3 separate regions of the Mus musculus genome follow, and all the other regions are linked to region 1. The links are chromatin contacts, called in public HiChIP or PLAC-seq maps. All regions are on one chromosome and are shown on one strand. The core of a region is the stretch at or near the end of the contact, and the rest is flanking DNA. Distances in the headings are between cores, read along the strand shown. Region 1 holds the start of Pik3r2 (phosphoinositide-3-kinase regulatory subunit 2). Region 2 holds the start of Gatad2a (GATA zinc finger domain containing 2A). Region 3 holds the start of Ankle1 (ankyrin repeat and LEM domain containing 1).

The links. HiChIP or PLAC-seq counts read pairs in DNA pulled down with a chosen protein or histone mark.
Region 2: an HNF4G HiChIP or PLAC-seq map of pancreatic cancer cells shows a contact between it and region 1. The contact joins the promoter of Gatad2a here to the promoter of Pik3r2 in region 1. A contact is called at or near these places in 1 of 484 Hi-C or Micro-C datasets (regulatory T cells), 1 of 115 datasets of contacts at active chromatin or transcription factors (pancreatic cancer cells) and 1 of 9 other capture datasets (adipose tissue).
Region 3: an H3K4me3 HiChIP or PLAC-seq map of fetal liver shows a contact between it and region 1, with 3 times the contacts expected there. The contact joins the promoter of Ankle1 here to the promoter of Pik3r2 in region 1. A contact is called at or near these places in 13 of 39 promoter capture datasets (the 3T3-L1 cell line, cranial neural crest, embryonic stem cells and 7 more), 3 of 484 Hi-C or Micro-C datasets (B cells and embryonic stem cells), 15 of 115 datasets of contacts at active chromatin or transcription factors (the NIH/3T3 cell line, the SCID.adh cell line, bone marrow-derived macrophages and 7 more) and 3 of 9 other capture datasets (adipose tissue, embryonic stem cells and liver).

What each region holds. Positions count from the first base shown.
Region 1 is chr8:70,775,228-70,778,050 of GRCm38.p6, reverse strand. Pik3r2 (phosphoinositide-3-kinase regulatory subunit 2) reads left to right here and starts at 1,339. Exons shown (of 16, transcript NM_008841.3): 1 at 1,339-1,444; 2 at 2,699-2,823. It overlaps 2010320M18Rik (RIKEN cDNA 2010320M18 gene), which reads right to left and starts at 1,189. Exons shown (of 1, transcript NR_029440.1): 1 at 445-1,189.
Region 2 is chr8:69,973,049-69,975,871 of GRCm38.p6, reverse strand. It overlaps Gatad2a (GATA zinc finger domain containing 2A), which reads left to right and starts at 1,489. Exons shown (of 13, transcript NM_001113346.1): 1 at 1,489-1,782.
Region 3 is chr8:71,404,607-71,407,429 of GRCm38.p6, reverse strand. It overlaps Ankle1 (ankyrin repeat and LEM domain containing 1), which reads right to left and starts at 1,418. Exons shown (of 9, transcript NM_172756.3): 1 at 1,333-1,418; 2 at 1,091-1,243; 3 at 646-751; 4 at 457-568; 5 at 1-217. The coding sequence starts at 1,394. It overlaps Babam1 (BRISC and BRCA1 A complex member 1), which reads right to left. Exons shown (of 9, transcript NM_026636.2): 9 at 2,658-2,823. It overlaps Gm39193 (a long non-coding RNA gene), which reads left to right and starts at 1,419. Exons shown (of 2, transcript XR_870504.2): 1 at 1,419-1,554; 2 at 1,711-2,082.

The DNA of each region.
Region 1 (2,823 bases), core at 90-2,589:
GAGTTTTGTTGGCTGTATAGGGGTTTGGTTAAACACTTAATCCAAGCCAGCCTGCATCCCAGCTACCTAGCAGGCTGGGATCCTGGCTAGGGCAATAGGGCAAAATCTCATCTCTAAAATGAAGTGTTTCCAGGCATGGCTGTATACACATGTAATCCTAACACTTGGAGGTGGGGGCGTGGGGAGGCACGAAGCAGAAGGATCATGAGTTCAGATACAGCCTGGGCTAATAACAAGACCCTGTTTCAAATAATAAAGCCAAAGGAATCAATGATTAAAAGCACTGGCTGCTCTTCTAGAGGACCCAGGTTGTATTCCCAGCACCTACATGGCAGCTCACAGCCGTAACTCAAGTTCTAGAGCATCCGATGTCTCTTCTAACTTCCACAGACACCAGGTACTCACAAGGCGCACAGTTGAACATGAAGAAAAACACAAAATCTTAAAAAGGAAAAATCCAAAACGCTGGGCGTCATAGCTCTTGCTTTTAATTCCAGTCGGGTTATACGCGGCTGTAATTTACTGAACCTGGATCCTGTGCAAGAGCAGTGAGCATGCTTAACTGCCGAACTCTCGCTGCAACCCCTCCGTCCCAATTTTCTACCCTAGTCTTTGCGGTGAGCTAAAATAGATAAATGAATCCCTCGGAAATCAGCCGAACAAGCTCGGCAACTTCTGGTTCTCTCCGTCTCGCCAGAGTCTGTCCGTATTTCCGGAAACAATCTCGCTTCCGGACGCTGATAAGCCGCATTCTCGCGCGTGTTGGGCCGGAGACACTTCGGCTGTTTCCGGACGCCTAGGGTTGTCATGGCAGTGCCTTCGCCTTCCATTCCTTCCACCAGCGGCTCTCCATTGAGGGTACAGCTGCCGAGCTCGTCCAGTGGACCTTCGGCAATTTCCGGAAGCTATCGGCGGCCTCCGAGTCAACTCCCAAGGCCTGGAGTTGAGGTCGTTCGGTTCCTCCCAGACACATTCCGCGGTCTGGCAGGTTCACGACTTCGTAAAAAACACAAACAAACCCCTGTTATGGCACGTTCTGCTGCTTCCGGAATGGCTCGGGTATCTCAGAGTCCCAAGTCCACCGAGCCCAGCTTCGGACCGAATGCGTTCCCGACCCTTCCGCTTTCTAGTGTTTTCGTGAGCCTCCGACGGCCGTGCTCGGCTGTCTCCGACCAGCCTCGGCTGTCTCGTGGCAAAGCCCAGCCTCCCATTCCCGCGGGAGCACACTCGGCAGCTTCCGGAGGCTTGCCCGCGTGCCTCGGTCTTCGGGCTCCGCCTCGTGTGGGGGGAAAGGCCCGCCCTCCCGACCCGAGTGCGCTCGGCTATTTCCGCCTGGGGGCGGGCCCGAAGGCTTGGAACCGCGGCGACGGTGGCTGACGCAGGGATCCCGCGGCTGCGGCGACGGCGGCGGCGGTCGTGGTGGTGGCGACGGCGGCCGGAGTGGGTGAGTCGATGGTGGTGGGGAGGACCCGAGGAGAGAAGGAGCCGCACAAAACCGGGCTCCGAGCTGAGCGTGGGGCTGTGCAGCCTGCGGGGTAGAGACAGGGTCTCTAAGGCCGGGAGGTCCCCGCCCGCAACGGGGCGGAGAGCGGGACACGACCCCGGATCCGGCCACTTCCGTCGTCCAGGGGTCTTCGGGGTGCACGAGGGTCTAGGGGCCCGTCTGTGTGAGCACACAGACTATGCGTGCATCGTAGGCCCCTCCTTTTGCATTGGGGGTTCCGCGATACCCTCCCCCCATGGTGTGCAGACGTGCTCGGCACGGGGGCGGGCAGACGGGTGGCTTTCTTAGGAGAGGCCTCTCCGACCCTCAGTTTCCCTACCTATAACATGCAGGCCACAAGAGGCCGGACAGTGAGTCACACCGGATACCCTGGACCACAAAGCCTTAAGTCCCTCTAGGACACCTGCACCGGGTCCCCGAGATCTGGGGATGAAGCCCAGACCCTCCCCTTGGCACGCTAAACGCCTTTTTCATGGCTTCTTTCTGAAAGCCTCTGCATCCTAGACAGGCGTCTTCCACCATCGGGCCTTTGCAGGAACCGGTCTGTCTATGCATTGCCCTGTCCCTATACGAGGACCTGTCAGCCTTGCTCCCCCAGGAGGATGCACAGAAGACCCAACTGCAGGCTGGAATGGGGACCCAGGCTAGGACCCAATGTGGGGTGTCCAGCTCCTGTCCCCATCCTACTGTGGCACTAAGGTGACCATGGTTCTTCTTGACACCTCCCCTCTCTTGCATCACCAGAGAGCCCCAGGCTAAGGCAAGCTGGGGACACCCCTGCACCCTGTCTCAACCTCCCCTGCAGGAACCAAGGCTTCTGTTTCCTTGGATGCCCACCCAGGCCACAGCTCTTGATAGGCCATGTCCACTGCTCAGGTGTTCAACCCCTTCTTGGGGTTCCCCAATAACCCCAAGTCTAACTGGCCATGTGGTCACTGTCTTTGTTCCTGCCTTGAACTTGGGTGCATCTGTGGTTGGCTTCCTCCTGATGAGTGGGGTTCTTCAGAGAGCTCTGAACTTCAGTTCCCACAACCCTAGTGGGGACAGCAAAGCATTCAGCTCCCAGCACCCCGAAGAAAGGCTGTCAGTGTGGCCTCTCGGATGGGGAGACTAATCAGTAGTGGGACAGGGGCCAGCCCCAAGGTCACTGGGGGATTCTGTCCTGGCTCACTCCGCCTTGTCCATGTCCTTTAGGCTGGTGTTCCCGGCTGAGCATGGTAGCAGCCTGTGGTCTGGGTCCCTTCGTCTGGTGTCAGGCACATCTTGAAGAGCCAGTAAGCCTGGGCACCCACAGCCCAGCTAATGAAGGAGTGATCCAC
Region 2 (2,823 bases), core at 240-2,739, 800 kb after region 1:
GGAACATGGCAGGAGTCTGTTTCAGTGATTCTGATATTAACAACTGCTTTGTGACACTAGACTTTCTTTTTTCTTTTTCATTTTTTCCTCTCAAGACAGAGTTTCTCTGTAGTCTTAGCCATAGTACAGACTGGCCACGAACTCATCCACCTACCTTGAGGCTTCATTTTCTTTATTTCATTTCCTTTTCTTTCTTTTTCTTTTTTTAAAGATTTATTTATTATATGTGAGTACACTGTAGCTGTCTTTAGACATACCAGAAGAGGGCATCTCATTACAGATAGTTGTGAGCCACCATGTGATTGCTGGGATTTGAACTCAGGACCTCCAGAAGAGCAGTTGGTGCTCTTAACCACTGAGCCATCTCTCCAACCCTTATATATATATATATTAAAAGAAACTGATGTGTCATGAGTGTTTTGCCTGCATGTGCATCTGTGTACCACATGTGTACTTGTTGCCTGAGGAGGAGAGCCTCCATGTGGGTGCTGGGAATAGAACCCAGGTCTTCCACAACAAGAAGTGCCCTTAACCACTGAGCTAACTCTTTAGCCCTGGGCTTTGTCTTCATAAGATTTCTTTATGACGTGTTTCTGTATGATGAGGACAGAAGGCATAAATACCCTAGAACCGGAGTTATGGTAGGTTGTAAGCCACCATGTGGGTGCTTGGGTCTTCTGCAAGAGCAGCCAGTACCTTTAATTGCTGAGCCATGACTCCAGATGTGTTTTTTAAATTAACATATTTTATTTATGAGCGTGTGTTTGTGTCTGAGGACAACTTGTGCGGATGGAACTCAGGTCATTATGTTTGGTGGCAAGCCTCTTTAAACCACTGAGCCATGTCGCTGTCCTGGAATAGGTTTTCTATGAACTTTGTACTTTTCCCTGTTGAAATTGTAAATTGGCTTCAGATGCTTCATAATCTCCCCAAACTTGCTTCCTTTCTGGCTATTATTGTCTCCTTGGTGTTACCAGAGAGGGTTGGGCGCAGGTTTGTTTTCTTGGGGATTCCTTCTTCTCCAGAGGCACAGGCTAGATGTGGATTACTGGAAGGAGACAGCCGTCCACCTCGTTCTCTGCAGGTGGATTGGCTTGGTGGGTAGGTTGAACTGTCTGCGGTCCGGGGGAGAGGGGTGACCGCTCAGCCGATCGCACCTTCTCACTGGAGGTCAACACCGAAGTTCCTGAGAGGAAGCTTTGCGAGGCCCCGGGCGCGTCTCAGAGTTACAAGAGGTGGCCGTGCAGGGCTCGGGCGAGGTCAGCGTGAGTCAGCCCTGGGCGCGGCCGAGCTCTGTGCACTAAGCTGGCCATGGCTGAGGGGCGCTTAGCAGCCCAAGTGGGAAACCCAGTCGCTTAGCGCAGCGTCGCCAGTCTTTGGGGCTGGGAGGGCGGTGCTTCCGGGTAGGCCCGCCCAGCCTCGCCTCCAGGGAACCACGCCCACATAAGACCACGCCCACAGGGAGCCCCTCCCTTCCCGACCCCGCCCATCCGGGTGCGGGCGGGTGGCGTCGCCTTTAAGAGCTCCCCGGTGTTTTGGGGGCCGCGGGCCGGGCGCGCTGACCTGGTGCGCATGTCCCGGGCGGTGACGCCGGCGCCGGGCTCCATGTGTGCGGCCGAGGGGCGCATTATCTGGCCGGCGGCGCGGGCGGGCGGAGCGGCGGAGCGAGCGCCGCGGGCCCGGGCGGCCCCTCAGGCGCAGCGAGCACGCGCGGCCGGCGCCCCCCGCCCCCAGCCCTGTGGACACGCGCGCTGCCCCTGGGCCCGGTCGGCGCGCGGCCGGGTAAGTTCCTAGCAAACTTGGCAAGGCGGGGCGGGGGCGCGGGAAAGTGGGAGCGCGGTCGTATTCGGTTTGCTGCGCTGCGGTTCGCTTCGCCTGCGCCGCTGGAAAGTTCCCCACCGCCCTCGCACGTGGGGCTGGGGTCCCTGGTCCCCGGAGCCGGGAAGTGGCCGAGTCGCCTCACTCCCTCCTGAGCTTTTCAGGCTGGGAGGCCGCCCCAAGGGGGGCGGCGGGCACACAGCACGTGGACGAGTGGCGTGGGGTGAGAGTCCACGGGAGGGTCGGGGGTCCGAGCCCGGCGGCGGCGTTAAATTCGGCGGCGACGGCGGCGGCGGAGGCGGCGGAGGATCCCGTGTCAGAATAAGAGTCCCTGCGCGCCCACGCCTGCAGGGCCGGTCCCCCCCCCCCCCCACCGTCCTGCTTGGGCTCGCGCCCTTCCTGCTTGACCCTGGGGAGCCATGGGACCCTTCCCCCTCTCTTGGTTCCTGTTTTCCTCATGGCCCTCCACTTTAAATTTGCCTCCGGGTGTACGATGTGGCTCCAATAATTTCTTTTTTCTTCCACCTGGAACGGGTTGGCATCAGTGACTAGACAGCAGCAGCTGGCCTTTTAAAGGGATTAATGCCAAGAATCGGAATTGATCACTTCAACAAGGAAAGGCTTCTGGGCAGGCCTCAGCCGCAGCCGGACTGCGCTCTCCGGAACCCTGAAATGAATGGGGACCCCTCATTAAGACCTGTATGGCAGAATGTTTTGTTTTTCCTTCCCGCCCCTGCAGTTTTAGCAGAGGCTGCAAGTTCTACCTACCTGACTCACTTCAGGTAGTTCACTCTTATCTTGTGGCTTTGGATTCTTTAGGACAAAGTCCTGGTGAGTCTCCTGAGCCTTACATTTTCTTGACAGCATTAACTTCTTTTTATCTTCTTGGAGTATGCAGCACTCCCACGTCCCTGTTAATGTGTGTGTCCATTCACAAAGCGATAGATACCTGTTGTGGATGTAATCTGTATACTGAGCCTGAGTCTCCCTCTTGTTCTTCTCATC
Region 3 (2,823 bases), core at 169-2,668, 630 kb before region 1:
TCCTCCACTGCAGTGACAAACGAAGCATCGCTGCTGTAGTCTGAGTTCTCGGTGGCCTCAGAGCTCTGGGGATGCACAGCCACCTCTACAGCCTCCACCTCCAGCTCAGCTCTATGCACGTGCAACTCCGAATCTTGAGAAACTCCAGAAGACTCTGCTAAGGCAGGTCCTTGGCATGTTTCAGTTTCAAAGCTACCCTGGGCTACATGAAACGTCTCTGCATATAGATGTATAAATGTATGGATAAATAAGTAATCAGATATAACACAGATATAAACAGGTATGATATAGACATGATAAATGATATAGGTGCGAGATGACTGACAGGTAGGTAATTGGCATGATAGTTATGTGACCGATAAGATAGACCATGGATAGTGATTGACACGATAGATGTACAAACAGAACTGGGCCGGGCAGTGTGGTAGCCCGGTACACCCCCTCAGTTCCTCTCACCTGTGGGTTCTCGGGTCTCATCAGGCTGGGTGGGCGTGTCCAGCTCCTGCAGCACTCGTGCGCAGTTGTGGTGTCGCTGCTGTAGTGCCCAGTCCAAGGGCCTGAGCCCATCCTGTGCAGTCACCGTCAGCAGGGGGCGTCCTTAACCCACCCTCCTGCCACCCATGTGTGCCTGCGCGGGGTACTGACCTGGTCCCGCAGTGTGGGGTCACCTCCTCGGCTCAGCAGCAACTCCAGAGCACCACAACAGCCCCACGCGGCAGCCACATGCACAGGCGTCAGCCCCTCCGCGGACCTGGGATCCCCAAAGACAGAGGAGAGGTGTGCGGCGTTGGTTCCTTTCCTAGGCAGTCTCGCATAGCCCAGGCTAGCCATGAACTCCTGCTCCTCCTGCCTCAGTTCCCCGTGCTGGGATGACCGGTGCCCACTACCATGTGAGACTCTAATTCACGGTCATCCTCTTGCCTCAGTCTCCCAGAGTGCCAGATGACAGTTATGGGACACCTTGTACCCGACCTTGGAAGCAGACATTTCCATCTTAGACCTGACTGACGCCTCGGACCCGGAGCCTGACGTCCAGTGCCGCTGTCCCAAGTCACGCCTACCGCACCCAGGGACCCGGGCCGCGCCTCACCGAGCATTGGGATCCGCTCCCCAGCGCAGCAGCATCCGAAGGCAATGCAGGGCGCGCGGGTGGCTCGCTCTGGCTGCCAGGTGCACCGCCGCAGCGCCATCGTCCAACACCAGGTTGGGGTCCGCTCCGAGGCGCAGCAGCTCCTCCACAGCCCTGCAGGAGGACGAGCACAGTAGACCTCAGACCTCCTGACCACCCGGGGAGCAGAAGGTCGGGTAGCACCCGGACCCGGCCGCCCTCACCGCGCCTCCTCCTCGCGTAGTGCTGCTAGCAGCCTCAGAGCCAAGCATGCAGTATCGGCCATGTCCCATAGGAGTCACCGCCCTCTGCAGTTCAAATTCGCGCGGCAACTGTCTACGCACGCGCAGCCACGCCCACCTCTGCTTCTGGCCCCGCCCCACGCCGATCGGGATTGACTAGCTGCACCCTACGTCCGGAGCAAGCCAGAGGGACTCCAGGGTTTGGTGCGTACATCTGGGATGCCAGGAGAATTACAGCAAATTCCAGGGGAGCTGGGGATAAAGAGCGGGGCCTCTCTTTGTCTTTAACAAAACAAACTCCTGGATACCCCTGACGGACCTCAAGGTATTCAAAAACTTACAGTCATTCTCCTGTCTCAGCCAACCGAGTGCTGGGATCAGACTCCCGAGGAACAGCATGGCACAGCTGAGTTGGCTGTAGCTCTGTGGAGTAGAGCTTTGAGAGGACCAGCGAGACGGCACAGCTGGTCAAGATGCTTGCTGCCAAGTCTAGTGACCTGGGTTCGATACCCAGAACCCACACATTGGAAAGAAGGAACAGGCGGACTTCGACACGTGTGCCTGGGCCGGGAGCCTGCACAAGCACACGCACGTGTGCACATACACATTAATTAATTAAAAAATATAAAGAGCTTCATTTTCCTTATTTGCAAATGGGAGTACAGGGCTCAACACTAAGTGCCCAATAAATGCAAAGGCCAGAAAATCAAGCTGACCTACTTTTTAAATTAACTAAAGTGTGTGGGTGTTTTGCTTGCATGACCAGAAATGGGGCATCGAATCCCCGGAAAGTGGACTTGTGAGACCCCGTGTGGGAGCTGAACCCGGGTGTTCCGCAAGAACAGCTTGTGCTCTAAATGGCTGAGTCATCATAGGCTCCTGGCCTATTTTTTATGCACCGTTTGATCCAGTGCTTCCCAATGCGGGCCCTGCTAACCTAGAACTGGCCTCCTCATGTCTCAGCCGCCTGTATCAAGGTGAGCCCAACTCCCACCCACTGCCATTTTGTTTTCTATAAATGGAGAAGGTGGACAGGTTGAACCTCTGGTCTGACCTGGGGCTGGGGGGTTCCTGGGTTTCCCTTCCTCTTCTAGGGCGCACACCCTATGTCCCCATCCTTGCCTAGGACATCAGGGTTCCAAACCCTAGGCAGTGATTGCTCATGGCGAGACCACATGGCTACACAAGTTCAATCAGATCAGGATACTGAGATTGGGGGTGACAGGTGTCATCAGAACCCACTTCCCACTTGGAGCTGGGACTTTTGTGTATCTAGGAGGTCCCAAATATGACAGCCATACCAGTTCCACTTTCAATAGATCTTCCCTGTTTCTGGAGGACTTTCTGGATAAAAGAACATCTGGAGTGGGTTCTGTAGGATGAAGAGGAGTTTGGAAAGCGCAGTGAACACCAGCCTGTGGGTTACTCGGATACAGCTGAGCCTGAAGCCATACACCACTGCTTTGTTTAGTG